2 separate regions of the Ovis aries genome follow, and region 1 is linked to region 2. The links are chromatin contacts, called in public Hi-C maps. All regions are on one chromosome and are shown on one strand. The core of a region is the stretch at or near the end of the contact, and the rest is flanking DNA. Distances in the headings are between cores, read along the strand shown.

The links. A called contact is a pair of places that touch in the nucleus more often than the background predicts.
Region 1: a contact with region 2 is called in a Hi-C map of liver, with 5 times the contacts expected there. The contact joins the promoter of AMACR here to the enhancer-like site in region 2. A contact is called at or near these places in 2 of 16 Hi-C or Micro-C datasets (both in liver).

What each region holds. Positions count from the first base shown.
Region 1 is chr16:39,916,812-39,923,733 of ARS-UI_Ramb_v3.0, reverse strand. AMACR (alpha-methylacyl-CoA racemase) reads right to left here and starts at 2,116. Exons shown (of 5, transcript XM_004017063.6): 1 at 1,810-2,116. The coding sequence starts at 2,056. It overlaps C1QTNF3 (C1q and TNF related 3), which reads right to left. Exons shown (of 6, transcript XM_012097112.5): 6 at 6,380-6,922.
Region 2 is chr16:39,844,228-39,850,930 of ARS-UI_Ramb_v3.0, reverse strand. No RefSeq gene overlaps it. Among named protein-coding and RNA genes, the nearest start is that of C1QTNF3, 37 kb to the left of the region's middle. Within about 2 kb of position 4,565, at least 13 of the 54 cell types and tissues checked have an H3K27ac peak or open chromatin away from gene starts, as enhancers often do. A contact at or near this core is called in liver, where this site is marked.

The DNA of each region.
Region 1 (6,922 bases), core at 867-3,366, 75 kb before region 2:
ATAGTAAAACTCACTGACTTTGTCTCCACAAAGCTATGACAAGTTACAAAAGGATTCTATTCCTAGACTGGTGGTTACCAAGGGGGAAGGATAGGAGAGGGATGAATTGGGAGCTTGGGATTAGCAGATGCAAACAAGTATATACAGAATGGATAAACAATAAGGTTCTACCATATAGCACAGGAAGCTCTATTCAATATCCTGTGATAAACCTGTGATAAATGAAAAATATGAAAAAGAATATATATGTAACTCAGTGGCTCTGCTGTACAGTAGTAATTAACACAACATTGTAAATCAACCATACTTCAATAAAAAATAGAACTCTATTTCTCTAACTAGAAAAACATCAGCCTCAAACCACCCCAACACCCCCTGCAACTAGCTCCACCTCTCCCCTAATTCTGCAACAAATTATTTACCCATATGGAGTCTCCTTCAATTTCAAGTTGTGTATTATTAAATTATAACATAATCCTAATTACTAAATTATTATTGTTGTAATCTCAGATCTGAGGGTGGATTCATTCACATATTTAAATACACCTGGTGCCCCACATAGCAGATTCATTCCCCATTTACTGACTTCCAGCTATATACCAAAGCTTGGGATTTGTACTTGAGCAACAGCAGGTGTCTGAGCAAAGATCAAAGTGGTGCTAGACCCAAACATCAGCTTTAAAAAGGCTGTTACAACTGTTATCAAGGAAGCTGCAGCAGGCATGCAAAGAATCCAGAAGTCACAGAAAGGAAGAAGAATGATGGGACTGATGATAACTGAAAGCTGGTGGTGGAAAAGGAAGATTTGGGAGCCTAGACAAAGGTACGAGTTTTTCATTCAGGCAACTGGGTGGACATTGGTTCTATTCACTGAAATGATACAGAAAGAGAAGAGGACATTTTAGTAGGGAAGACGTGGGACTGTTTGGAATATGTGGAAGCTGCAGTGCCTAGGAGACAGTCAGATAGAAGTGGGCAGAACTTGCCTATTCTGGAAGTCTGTGGCTCTAAAAGAAGGGGGCACAGTTATAGACTTGGCCATCACCTGCCTATAAAAAATAAAAACAGCAGAAATGGATAAGGGCTGCAAGAAGCAGAGTGTAAAGGAAATTGAGCAGAAGCTGGAACCTGAACCCCAGCATTTAAGGAAGCAGGTGTTAGCCTGGCTTTACCCCGGTAAACCAAGCTCCAAAATTTGTCAAAGTTTGACTATGAACCTACATGCAGTTTTCCAGGGAGAGAATCTATGGCTTTCGTTTGTTTCTCATAGGGTTCATGACCTTCACGTAATTAAGAAACGCAAATGGGAAAGAGTAACTAAAAAAAAGGGGGGGAACTTGGGAAGGAGTCAGAGGTATAGGGAAAGTGGGGACAACAGCATTATCTCGGACTCCAAGAGTGGAAGATCGTCTCAGGGGGCGAACGATCAGCAACATCAAATGCAACAGCAAGGTCTAGAAAGGGATGGAAAGGGTTCAGGTGGCAACAGGGTAAAGGTATACCGGTAGGCTGCAGTCCATGGGGTCCCTAGGAGTAGGACACGACTGAGCGACTTCACTTTCACTTTCATGCATTGGAGAAGGAAATGGCAACCCACTCCAGTGCTCTTGCCTGGAGAATCCCAGGGACGGAGGAGCCTGGTGGGCTGCAGTCTATGAGGTCGCACAGAGTTGGACACAACTGAAGCGACTTAGCAGCAGCAGCAGCAGCAGCAGCATGCGGGGTGCAGCCCCAAGCGGCCGGGCGCGGCGACCTCCCTTCTGCGGGGACCGTCCCCTCTCTGGCCCCGCGTAGGGGCAGGAGGCTCACCGGGGCGGAAAGGTTCCAACAGCACGTCCGCCTGGGCGCACAGGCGCCGCAGCACCGCGGCTCCCCGCGGCCGCTTCAGGTCCACCGCCAGCGAGCGCTTGCCTCGGGCCAACCCGCTCGGGTCGCTGCGGGTGCCGGGTCGGTCCACGCGCACCACGTGAGCCCCGAAGTCCGCCAGGACCATACCGCAGAAGGGAACCGGGGCCAGGCCGCCGAGTTCCACGACTGTGATGCCCCTAAGCGCCATGGGCCCCGCGTCTCCTTCCCAAACCGAAGAAGCAGCAGCTGCCTGAACTTCGACCTCTACAGCCTAGCGTCCGCCTCGGGGGCACATTTCCTGCCTCGTGGCCCCGCCCCCACGCGCCTGCGCGCAGCCGTAGAGCCTGCGAGCTAGTGCGTCTTCGGACCGCCTCCAGATCTGGGCGGCTGTTAGTGGACTGAGGTAGCTTAGATTTTAAAATTCTGCTGCTGCTGCTGCTGCTGCTGCTGCTAAATCGCAAACTCTAGGGGATCCTAAATTGTGCCCTAGGGGTTGACCTGGGGGCATGGGGGATGGGAGTGGGGGTGGGACCCATGGCTGGCCCTGGATGTCTCAGGATGGTTTTACTTTCCTTGCAGTCCCAGCCGCTGTGCTCTATGGACCCGTTTATTACCTCTCTGGCCTTGAAAAACATGAAAAATACATAAATATTTAAGAATAATGTTAAAGTGTTGTTTTTAGCTTCTCAGCTATCTGGGGTTAGTATCCTGTGTTTTTACAGCCTGAGTTTCCTCCCTTTCACACCGAGGGAGTGACTGTAGTCCCATGACTGTCAGAAGGAAGGTACTCTTTTCTTTCCTGAGCTGGTTAGGCTCACCAGCTCACCTTTGGCAATAACTACAATGGACCCTTCGTTTAGTGACATGGCAGGCAATGTGCCAGTTATGATTATTCACCACCCACAAAAAGCTTGTGTGCTATCATGGAATATAAAAAGCACATGTTGAGCAGGTGGTGCTCATGAGAGACAAATCTGAGAAGTTTAAAAATATTTTTAATTTGTTGCCTGCCATCTCTACAATTATAGTTTGGAGTTTTTAATTTCAGTGCATTTTAAAAGTACAATAAAATAACAAATAGCCCCACTCCTTGCAGTTTGGAGTCTCCAAGAGCTAGGGAGAGAGTTTAATAGAGAAAAGTTGAGGCAAGGAAATTATTCATTGACTAGATGTAATTGCCTAGTTGACTGCATTTGTTTCGTACTTTGATTTCTGGACTCTCAGACCAGGTTAGATTCCGCTTGCTTACAGAGGATGCCAGGGCATGAGAGCCACATCACTCTAATGGCTTCCTTGTTTAGTTAGCACCTATTTGTTCCCTCTAGCCCTTTGTTCAAGCATAAATTTTCTAACCCAGCCCTCTTTTATTTTGATTTTGAGAAACTTAAAAGGGAAATGTCTAAAAAATACTCTAGCAAACACCCATAGATGGAGGTACTATTATTTCATGGTGACCCCCAGTCTAAAAAATAAGCAGTACAGATATTGCTTAAGCTAACACCCATGATTAGATTCACATGAATCAGATATCTTACCAGAATTAAGCTTTACTAATAAGGTCAAAGATGCAGATCGTAGAGATATTTTCAGACAAAGCTGAGGTCCTGGAAATCTCACTTGACACTGCAGGCCCTTCCTTCCTGCATGGGCAACATACTCTCTGTTACTGATCTCGAGAGGCAGCAGTGAACGGTCCTGAAGAGAGATCTTAGCTGCCTGCCTAGGAATTGAATGTGGGTAGTCTGGCAATGGTGCCCCACTCCAGTACTCTTGCCTAGAAAATCCCATGGACGGAGGAGCCTGGAGGGCTGCAGTCTATGGGGTCGCTGAGGGTCAGACACGACTGAAGTGACTTAGCAGCAGCAGTCTGGATGAAAACCAGGACTCCTAGCCACCAGATCATCAAGGTATTAGAGGCCAGAAGCAGCGGCCCTGACTCGTTCTCCCATTTGAAAGCGAGAATGCTTCAAAAGAGACAAAAACTGTGAAAACAGGTACAAAGTTTATTATAAGAGACACAGCATAGCATGTGGGAGAACGTTCAGAGAAACAGTTTATTTATTTAAGACTGAAGCCAGGTGGCGCAGCGGTAAAGGATCTGCCTGCCAATGCAGGAGACACGAGAGAGATGTGGGTTTGATCCATGAGCCAGGAAGATCCCCTGTAGTAGGAAATGGCAACCCACTCCAGTATTCTTTGAAAAATCCCATGCTCAGAGGAGCCTGGAGGGCTACAGCTCACAGGGTTGCAAAGAGTTGGAGGGAAATGAGCACACACACAGGCAGAGATACAGACCCAGAGAGAAAGGGTGTGGGCCTCCTCTCTCATGATGCATGCAGTAGTGAAATGATTGAAATCAATTATAGAGGACAGGTCTTCCAGGTCTTTGTTTACCTTTGGCCGGTTATCTCATTTCTTTTTTCACACTTGACTGCTCCTAGGACCCTCTCCAAAATGGGTGCACAACTCTTTGTTAAGATGGATCCCATCATGTAGGACTGTGGGTGCATGTCTACTCATTATGGGGTAGGAGCCCCTCCCTTGTTGACCTCCAAGGAGCCTTCCTGTGCATGTGCAGACAGGGAAGTTCTCCTTGACCTCAAGAGTGGTCATCTTATCTCTTTACTTCTGCAGAGCTCAGCTTCTGCCATTAGCTTTTTCATTGGACAAAAATTCAATTTTACTCCATTTGACAAATAGCAGCTATCCAACCTTAGGGCCCATCAGTCTCCTACCTTAATACAAGCTGAATTGTGTCTCTTTAAAATTCATATATTTTAGTCTTTACCCCAGTACTGTGACTGTATTTGGAGACAGAGCCTGTAGAGGTAATTAAGACAAAAAGAGGTCATATGTGTGGGACCTAATCCAATAGGACTGGTGTCCTTATAAGAAAAGATTAGGAAAACACAGACCAAGAGAGGACCATGTGAAGACACAGCAGAAGGCAGCCCTCTGCAAGCCAAGAAAAGAAGCTTCGAAAGAAAGCCGTCCCGCTGACCCATGAGCTTGGACTTTTAGCTAACAAAACTGTGAGAAATTAAATTTCTGTTGTTTAAGCCACCCAGTCTATTAATTTTTTCTGGAATTCCTTGCAAATTAATATATTCTCAGATCCACGGTTACAGATGAGGATCTAATGAGGTCTCTAATGAGGTTCTCAGATCACCAAACAGACTATTTTCTATTCCAGAAAGTTACTTAGCCATGGAACCATGTTTCCTAAATTCTGGGCTTATTTAGCATAATCAAAGGAGATCCAACCAGTCCATCCTAAAGGAGACCAGTCCTGGGTGTTCATTGGAAGGACTGATGCTGAGGCTGAAACTCCAATACTTTGGCCTTCTCATGAGAAGAGCTGACTCATTGGAAAAGACTCTGATGCTGGCGGGGATTGGGGGCAGGAGGAGAAGGGGACAACAGAGGATGAGATGGCTGGATGGCATCACGGACTCAATGCACATGAGTTTGGGTGAACTCCGGGAGTTGGTGATGGACAGGGAAGCCTGGCATGCTGCAATTCTTGGGGTTGCAAAGAGTCGGACACAACTGAGCGACTGAACTGAACTGAACTGAATCAGTCTTGTGACCAGGGATAACCATTAAGTCTATTCAATATGTAAATTCTCTTAAGCCTGGCATGTTGCAGTTTGTGAGGTTGGAAAGAGTCGACCACAACTTAGCGTCTGAACAACGAACTTCTTCTTAGCAAATATGATTAATTTATTTACCTACAGTCCAGTGGAGTCATGTGCCCTTTTCTTTGGCCTCCAGGGCTTCCCTGTACTAAAGAGAGTAAATAGATCAAAAGTCAGCTGCTTTCAACTCTTTCCAAAGCTTCAGTTCAGTTCAGTTCAGTCGTTCAGTCGTGTCCGACTCTTTGCGACCCCATAAATCGCAGCATGCCAGGCCTCCCTGTCCATCACCATCTCCCAGAGCTCACTCAGATTCACGTCCATTGAGTCAGAGATGCCATCCAGCCATCTCATCCTCTGTCGTCCCCTTCTCCTGCCCCCAATCCCTCCCAGCATCAGAGTCTTTTCCAATGAGTCAACTCTTCGCATCAGGTGGCCAAAGTACTGGAGTTTCAGCCTCAGCATCATTCCTTCCAAAGAAATCCCTGGGTTGATCTCCTTCAGAATGAACTGGTTGGATCTCCTTGCAGTCCAAGGGACTCTCAAGAGTCTTCTCCAATACCACAGCTCAAAAGCATCAATTCTTCGGCGCTCAGCCTTCTTCACAGTCCAACTGACATCCACACATGACCACTGGAAAAACCATAGCCTTGACTAGATGGACCTTAGTTGGCAAAGCAATGTCTCTGCTTTTGAATATGCTATCTAGGTTGGTCATAACTTTTCTTCCAAGGAGTAAGCGTCTTTTAATTTCATGGCTGCAGTCACCATCTGCAGTAATTTTGGAGTCCCCCCAAAATAAAGTCTGACACTGTTTCCACTGTTTCCCCATCTATTTCCCATAGTGACTTATAATTACATGATTATTCAACTTAATTAAAAACATTCTAAAATAGTACAATTAACAAAAGTGGGTTTATTTCCATGTAATGCTTATTACATTTTTCTCATCTCAGTTTTATTTAAAGCCAGGTCAATATCTTACTCTAAATCACTTTATTAGTAATGCATGCTCTTTAGATATAAAGTCCTTCTGGGAAACATGCAACATTCAGTTATCTATTGGCAATGCACTTCAAGGAAAGTTTTGAAATTTGGTAAAAATAAACTTCAACCCATGACCCCATACTAAGGTGAGGTGGGAGAGGGAAAATATACACAAAAATCACAAAGATATTACAGTCAAGCACCTTAGAGCTAATATCCATTTCACTTTAAAATAGTATTGCGTATGGATTCAGGAAGAATTTCAAAATATTTGAAGATCAAAAGAAAAGAGTCAAAGACTGACATGAATTTGGAATACATTAAATTAGCTAACAGGGTAGCTCTCATTCACTATTTCCATTTCTAGCTATAGAGGTAATCAAATACAAGTAAATTTACAGTTAAAAGGCTTTTGTGAATATTCAAATTATAACGGAAAATAAATTTAAGGG
Region 2 (6,703 bases), core at 3,316-5,815:
AAAAGATAGGTCCACATCCTATTCCCTGGAACCCATGAAACTTACCTTATTTGGAAAAAAGGGTCCCTGCAGGTATAGTTAAGTTAGGGTATTGAGATCGATTATCCAAGTGAGCCCTGAATCAACTGATAAGTGTCCTCATGAGAGATACAAAGAGGAGCCAAAACAGAAGAAAAGGAGGCAAAGTGACCACAGGGGCAGACACTGGAGCGATGCAGCCTCAACCCAGGGAAGCCAAGGCCTGCTGCGCGAGCTCCCAGAAGCGGGAGCAGGCAGGAAAGTGTTCTCCCCTAGAGCCGCTGGGAGGAAGGGGGTGTGGCCTCACTGGCAGCTTGGTTTCCAACTTCTGACCTCCAGGACCAGAAGAGAATCGATTTCCCTTAAGTCACTGCTGCTGCTAAGTCACTTCAGTCGTGTCCGACTCTGTGTGACCCCATAGATGGCAGCCCACCAGGCTCCCCCATCCCTGGGATTCTCCAGGCAAGAACACTGGAGTGGGTTGCCATTTCCTTCTCCAATGCATGAAAGTGAAAAGTGAAAGGGAAGTTGCTCAGTCGTGTGCCGGCGACGGAATGAAACACCAACACTGCAGAGTAGTTTAAATCTTTATATTTTTAACACTAGCTTCTTACAGCTGCTTTATTTTATATCCCTTGCACAACAACCTACAGGGCAAGCTGCCAAGCACTATGATTCAGAGACTATATAGTGCGCAGGCGCAGGGCGAGATAACCTTTACCTTGACTTATTTACTGCAGCTAAGACTTTGTTTTGGGGAACTTCCTTATCAACTTAGAATCCGTTTTGTCCCAGGGTCTGTTCCTTTTGAGGAATCAGAGAAACATCCTTGTGTGCAAGAAATGTTCTTTTCCCATGGGAACAAACAGGATTCTTAGCTGAACATCTCGTTTGCAAGAATGTTCAGCCCTGGTTGAGAGTCTCGTTTGCAAGCACTTCTCAACCTTCTTTATACCTTGTTCCCTACAGTCGTGTCTGACTCTTCGCAACCCCATGGACCGCAGCCTACCAGGCTCCTCTGTCCATGGGATTTTCCAGGCACTAAGTGTGGGGTAATCTGTTAAGGCAGCCACAGGAATCTAATACAGTCCACTGTTGAAATTCTGTCATTTGTCGTTATTTCTGCTCTTGTTCTGAATAAACAGTCACTTCCACACCTCCTTGTGTATTCATAGTCTTGTACTGTTTTTCTTAAAGATGGCTCTCCAAGCTTCCCAAGCGCTAAACTCCGCAAGCCTGGGTTGGTGCTGTAGCGTGCATACACAGGTGATGAGAAACGTAAACCCAGTCACCTTTGGGGGTGTCTTTCCTCTCTAGAGTCGGACAAGAAGAATCCAAAGAGCCAACATTTGGAAAGAGGAACTCTAGATACGGTTCTTTCCTAGTCAGCCTGAGGGGTGACTCCATTTGAAGACACGCAGCTCCATTTCTTCTGAGCTAAGTGAAGAAGCAGGAATGTTTTGCCTCAGTCTCTAGGCCACGGCTCTTAGCTTCCTTCTCTTGTTTCCATGGTTGAGCCCTGCGGAAATCCCATACTTGGCCTTGCAAGCTGTATGCTCACAAGGCACAGGCCCCCACCATTCTCAGAAACTCCCCAAAGGCCCAGCACCCTCAGCCATCACCAGGAGGCTGGCTTCTCTCCACTGGGCCACTTGCTTCCCCAACTCCCAGCACCCGCCTCTTCTCAAACTGAAGCCTGTCTGGGAGCTGGTCCCCGCCATGTTATTACTACTTTTCAGTTGGTCACACTGAGGTCTTTGAGGTAAAGCAACCGGCCTGACCCCTCCCTGGTGGTGAGTACAGCAGTATGTCAGAGAGGAGTGGACCTAGCTAACCTTCCAGGGGCCCTTTGTCCCTCCTGGGACCCCTCCTGGCACTTTAAACTTGAAGAGTCGGGGTCTTCAAGTCCAGACAAGTCTCCCCTCAAGCGTCACAGCATCTTGGACACCTCAGCATTTTCCCACCCTACAGGATGAAGTCTGAGGGGACACGACATTTGTCAGCAACACTCACCACCCTGGGACATGTCATCTCCTACTGGCCTTTGCCTGGACAGTTTGAGGGAAAACACGCTTGGGGAGAAAAAGACAACCATGCCTGGCTGAAGGAACAGTCCTTGGCAAGCTGCCTGCCTGAGTAAAACTTGTTTTTCCTCCAGGTCAGTGAAGCAGTCACCTGACAGAAGTCACCAGTTGCTGGAAGCTTCTGGAAGTTGGAGATGAACTCCTCGTATTCTTTCTTTAAAAATGGCCCTCTACTATTAATAATTCTGGTTGTGTTTCTGTTATTTCACAGAGGTGAAAAAAACACAAAAAACCAAGAGTGTTTCCCTTAAAAATATCTGTTAGTTCCTTTCATGTTTTCGTCACCATTTCCTAGGTCTTTTTTTCAGCCCTTCAGGGCCCCGGTCTGCTAGCTGCTCTTATGTCCAAATAAATTCTCTGTCTCTCCCCTGCAGTCCTCACTCCATGGGACTCCCAGAAAGCCCTTCCGACATCCCCAATTTCAAAACAGCCTTCCCTGCTCAGGCGGAGTACGCAGGGCCAAGGACTTGGGCCTCTGATATCCTGGCCAATTAAGGTTGCGGGTTCTTCAACAAAATCCACATGGTTCAAGGCAGACGATTTCCAAGCCTTGCCCTGGACCACTCCTCCCGTCCCGCACTGTGCATTAAAAATGACCCATAGGTAGTTTAATTGCCGTGCTGATGGCACTCTCATGCTGCCTTGCACTTTTCCTTTTGTTGTTCAGGTGCTAAGTCATGTCCAACTCTTTGCGACCCCATTAACTGCAGCATGCCAGGCTTCCCTGTCCTTCACCTTCTCCTGGAGTTTGCTCAAATTCATGTCCATTAAGTTGGTGATGCCCTCCTAACATCTCATCCTCTGTTGTCCCCTTCTCCTCCTGCCATCAATCTTTCCCAGCATCAGGGTCTTTTTAAATGAGTTGGCTCTTCACATTTTTCCTGTTACAAACATTTAGTCTGTAAAAGATAAATATTGGAATGTGACTCTGTTTTCAGACCCCATTTGGAATTGCTCCTGTTTCTAATAGACTCATTTTAAATACCTTGAAATAAAATCCTCATGATGCCTGAGACTCAGCCCCAAGTGCTCAGTACAGGGTGGACCAAAAGGCCCGATTTTCAGCAGTGCTCAGCACTCCTCTGGATCCCCGCCCCCACAGACGGTGGACACTGGTCGGGAGAGTTCTTTCTGGGCCCGAGGCAGTCCTGGTTCCAGGATCCAGGGAAGATGGAGCTGAGCTGGGTGAGTTTCCTCAGCCTTTGTTTCCTCTTACCTTTCACTTTGGTGTTTCCCTTCACAGTTTGCAAACTGCCTCCTGAGCTCTTCTGTTTTATTCTCCAAATAGCCCTGATAGGGTAGAAACTGACCCTCAGGGTTGAGGGGTGGGGGGCGGCGGATAACTGGCTTCCTCGGGCTTCCCTCACTGGCTGGTGCAAAGCAAGACTGGAATCAGGTGTCCTGACTCCACATTCAGTGCTCAGGTGCTCACAACAATGGCAGGCCTCTATGGAGCGCCTACTGTGTATGGAGCATGGTTCTCAAAGCTGATTGCATTAACCTCAATCAACCATAGAGGGAGAGCTCTTGGTTTGGCTCGGGTTCTTCCAAAGGAGACCTTGAGGGGAGAACTCAAGAGGAGGCTGTTTGTTCAGAAGGGGGTCTTGGAAAGCAAGCTGAGAAAAGCTGGAACGTGAGGGGTGAGACACACATACCACTCACTGAGGTAACTGGAGCTTATTCCTGCTGAGGAAAGGGTAGAATCTGCACGGGACACACAGTCACAATGGGCCAAGGGGGCCGGGGTTTGGACACACCCACCTGAGCAGTCATTGTTCGGGGGCTGCTGTCCTGTTAGCGGATGAGGACAGGGTGCTTAGATGTGGAGAGCTGGCTTTGACATCCAGAAAGAGCAAAGACCTCAGGGAGGGGTATCCTGAAGGGATTAAGGGGTGGCACTAGAGCTGCATCTGCTATGGTCCTACTACTGGCTGTATTAGAATTTTAGAGACAGAAGCACAGAGAGAGAGTCCAAGCCTCCTACTCAGGTCACACACACACACACACACACACACACACACACACACAGTAGGTGGCAGGGCTGGGATTCAAGCAGTCAGATGAGAGCCTGTGCTCTTAGCCACCCAGGAATTCCATGTGCTTTTCATTTCCCAGCCTCCAGCCCCACCCTGACCCCCCTCCTCCAGCCTCAGGGGCCCCAAGCTCCTCTATCTCTTGACCCCTTCCTCTCCACACAATTGCAGGACAGGGGTTCAGTTTCACGGGGATCAGAATCCCCAGGTGCTGTTCAATTATAGCCCGAGTGTCCACAGCCCCAAAGGTCTAAGGAGAGCGGGAACTTGCGTTTCTATTAATTCCCAGGTGAAGCTGCTGCAGGCCAGGCCCGGGCTTTGGGGACCTTTGCCCCACACTCGGGAACAGACTGCTACCTCCTGCCCCGCCCCAGGTGTGTGGGTCTGAGGAACAGAAAGCTGGAGATGAAAGGGAAGACAGAGTTCCTAGGCTCAGGTCACAGGTCCGGATGACAAAACCAGATCACGATGATAGCACTAGGTTCCCATGGGCTCAGTGATGTGCCCACGCTCCCCTCTGGGGTCTGAGCACTGTCACAAGATGAAGTGATGGGTTCCAGGCAGAGGAGGGAAGAGATCTCTCTTGCTGCTTCCTTGGGGATCTGTCCTGGATGTGAAGGGCAGGAGGCAGAGATTAGAGGAGCAGAGTGAGCGTCCCCCCACTGGCCACTGGGGAAAACACTGGCATGGCTTCAGTCCCCTCAAGGGCCAGGCTCACAGTAACCCATCTGCAAGGGTCTCTGTGGGAAAGAAAGTCAAGTAAGGAGAATGGGAGGGTGCAGGAGAGCTGAGGGTTAGAGGGCAGTGTTTGCTCAATATGTTTACTGACTTTGTCCCTGTGATCTTCAAACAAAGGGCTGATTCATTTAGCTGAGTTTTTTTTAAGTCAGTTAAAATGGTTATTTAGCACCTCATAAACTAAACAGCCAGTGGACTGAACTTCTCAACAAATTCTGACATTGAATATATTAGTTATGATTCAAAGGTATTTATAGGCATTAATATGTGGCAGGCAGGGATGCCAGGCCCTGGGGAAACGCTTGTGAACCAAAAACCCCTGCTCATTTTGACCAACTGAAAATCCAATGTGTGTGTGTGAGCCCACTTCATTGTTTAGGATGTGCAGCCCTTCCTGTTCCACCTCCTTCATTACCCAAATTCCCTTTGCATCTTTGCAGTGTTTGCAGTCTTGGCCTCCTAAACACAAGAATGACGCTCATTCTGTCTGTGTGCAACAAAATCACGCTGCCCAAACTGTCATCTTCTGTGTTTCTTTGGGCTCCACCAGGATGTTGAATTACCCAAACCATACAGCATATGTTCGGCAAAGATACTGTTGTAAACAAACATCTCCACCACAGCTGAGCAGAAAGCTGAAAAAAATGAATTCAGTCTGGAATTGCTCAAAAGAGATGAATTTTCATAAACTGGAGTGGGAGGAGACGATTTACTGGATTGGAAAATGGTTTGGCGGCACTCTAATGTAGTTACCGTTGGGTGACAGCGCCCTCTGTTAGTTTCTTTAAGGAAAACAGGCAGGGTTTGAGAGCATGGTGATAGGAGAGCTGCTGCTGCTGCTGCTGCTGCTGCTGCTGCTGCTGCTGCTGCTGCTGCTAAGTCGCTTCAGTCATGTCTGACTATGTGCGACCCCACAGATGGCAGCCCACCAGGCTCCCCCATCCCTGGGATTCTCCAAGCAAGAACACTGGAGTGGGTTGCCATGTCCTTCTCCAATGCATGAAAGTGAAAAGTGAAAGGGAAGTCACTCAGTCGTGTCTGACTCTTGGTGACCCCATGGACTGCAGCCCACCAGGCTCCTCTGTCCATGGGATTTTCCAGGCAAGAGCACTACACACACTAAAATGTTGGTTCTGGTGGAAAAAGGCCTGTGGTTTGTTTGTGGGATTTGTCAGAGTGTTGAGGTACCAGTCTGTCCGGATATTCTCATATTCAGTCCATCAGGTGTGAGAGCCACCCCGTCAGTCAGAACTGCCTTCCCAAGTGTTTATTCTCAGGCTTCTCAGAACTCCTTTTTGGAACCTTACCTGTATCTTACCTTCTGAGGATGGTGGCCTGAGGCCTTGGGATTCTGTAAGATCATCGTGCTTCAGGACTGATGGATACAAACAGACTAAAGAGGCTCCTCCTCCCTGACAACATTATCGGTCCAAAGACAGTAATCGGTAACTTGGGGGGAGGGCGGAGGGCGCCTTGCAGCTTGTGGAATCTGTTTAAAATTGCCATTCAAGAGTGTTCTGAAGAACAAATTGCCGGCTGTCCTGTCATTTGGCAAAGAGCTCATTTACTTCAATGAACATTTAAGGTGTAGAGTATGAATCTGGCAGACAATGTGGCAAGGTAGAAAGTTCCCAGGGTCCAATACCGCCAGAGGGACATGTAGAACCTGTGTAGCGGCAGAACAAAATGGAGCTCAAGCACACGAGGCCTTCTGCGAGTGCAGCTTGCCTGTCTTCAGAAGGATTCCAAGAGGCCCTGCGTCCACTGGTGCAGGCTCACCCAGTGGCGCAGCGGTCAAAAAGAATCCACCTGCAATGCAGGAGACGCAGG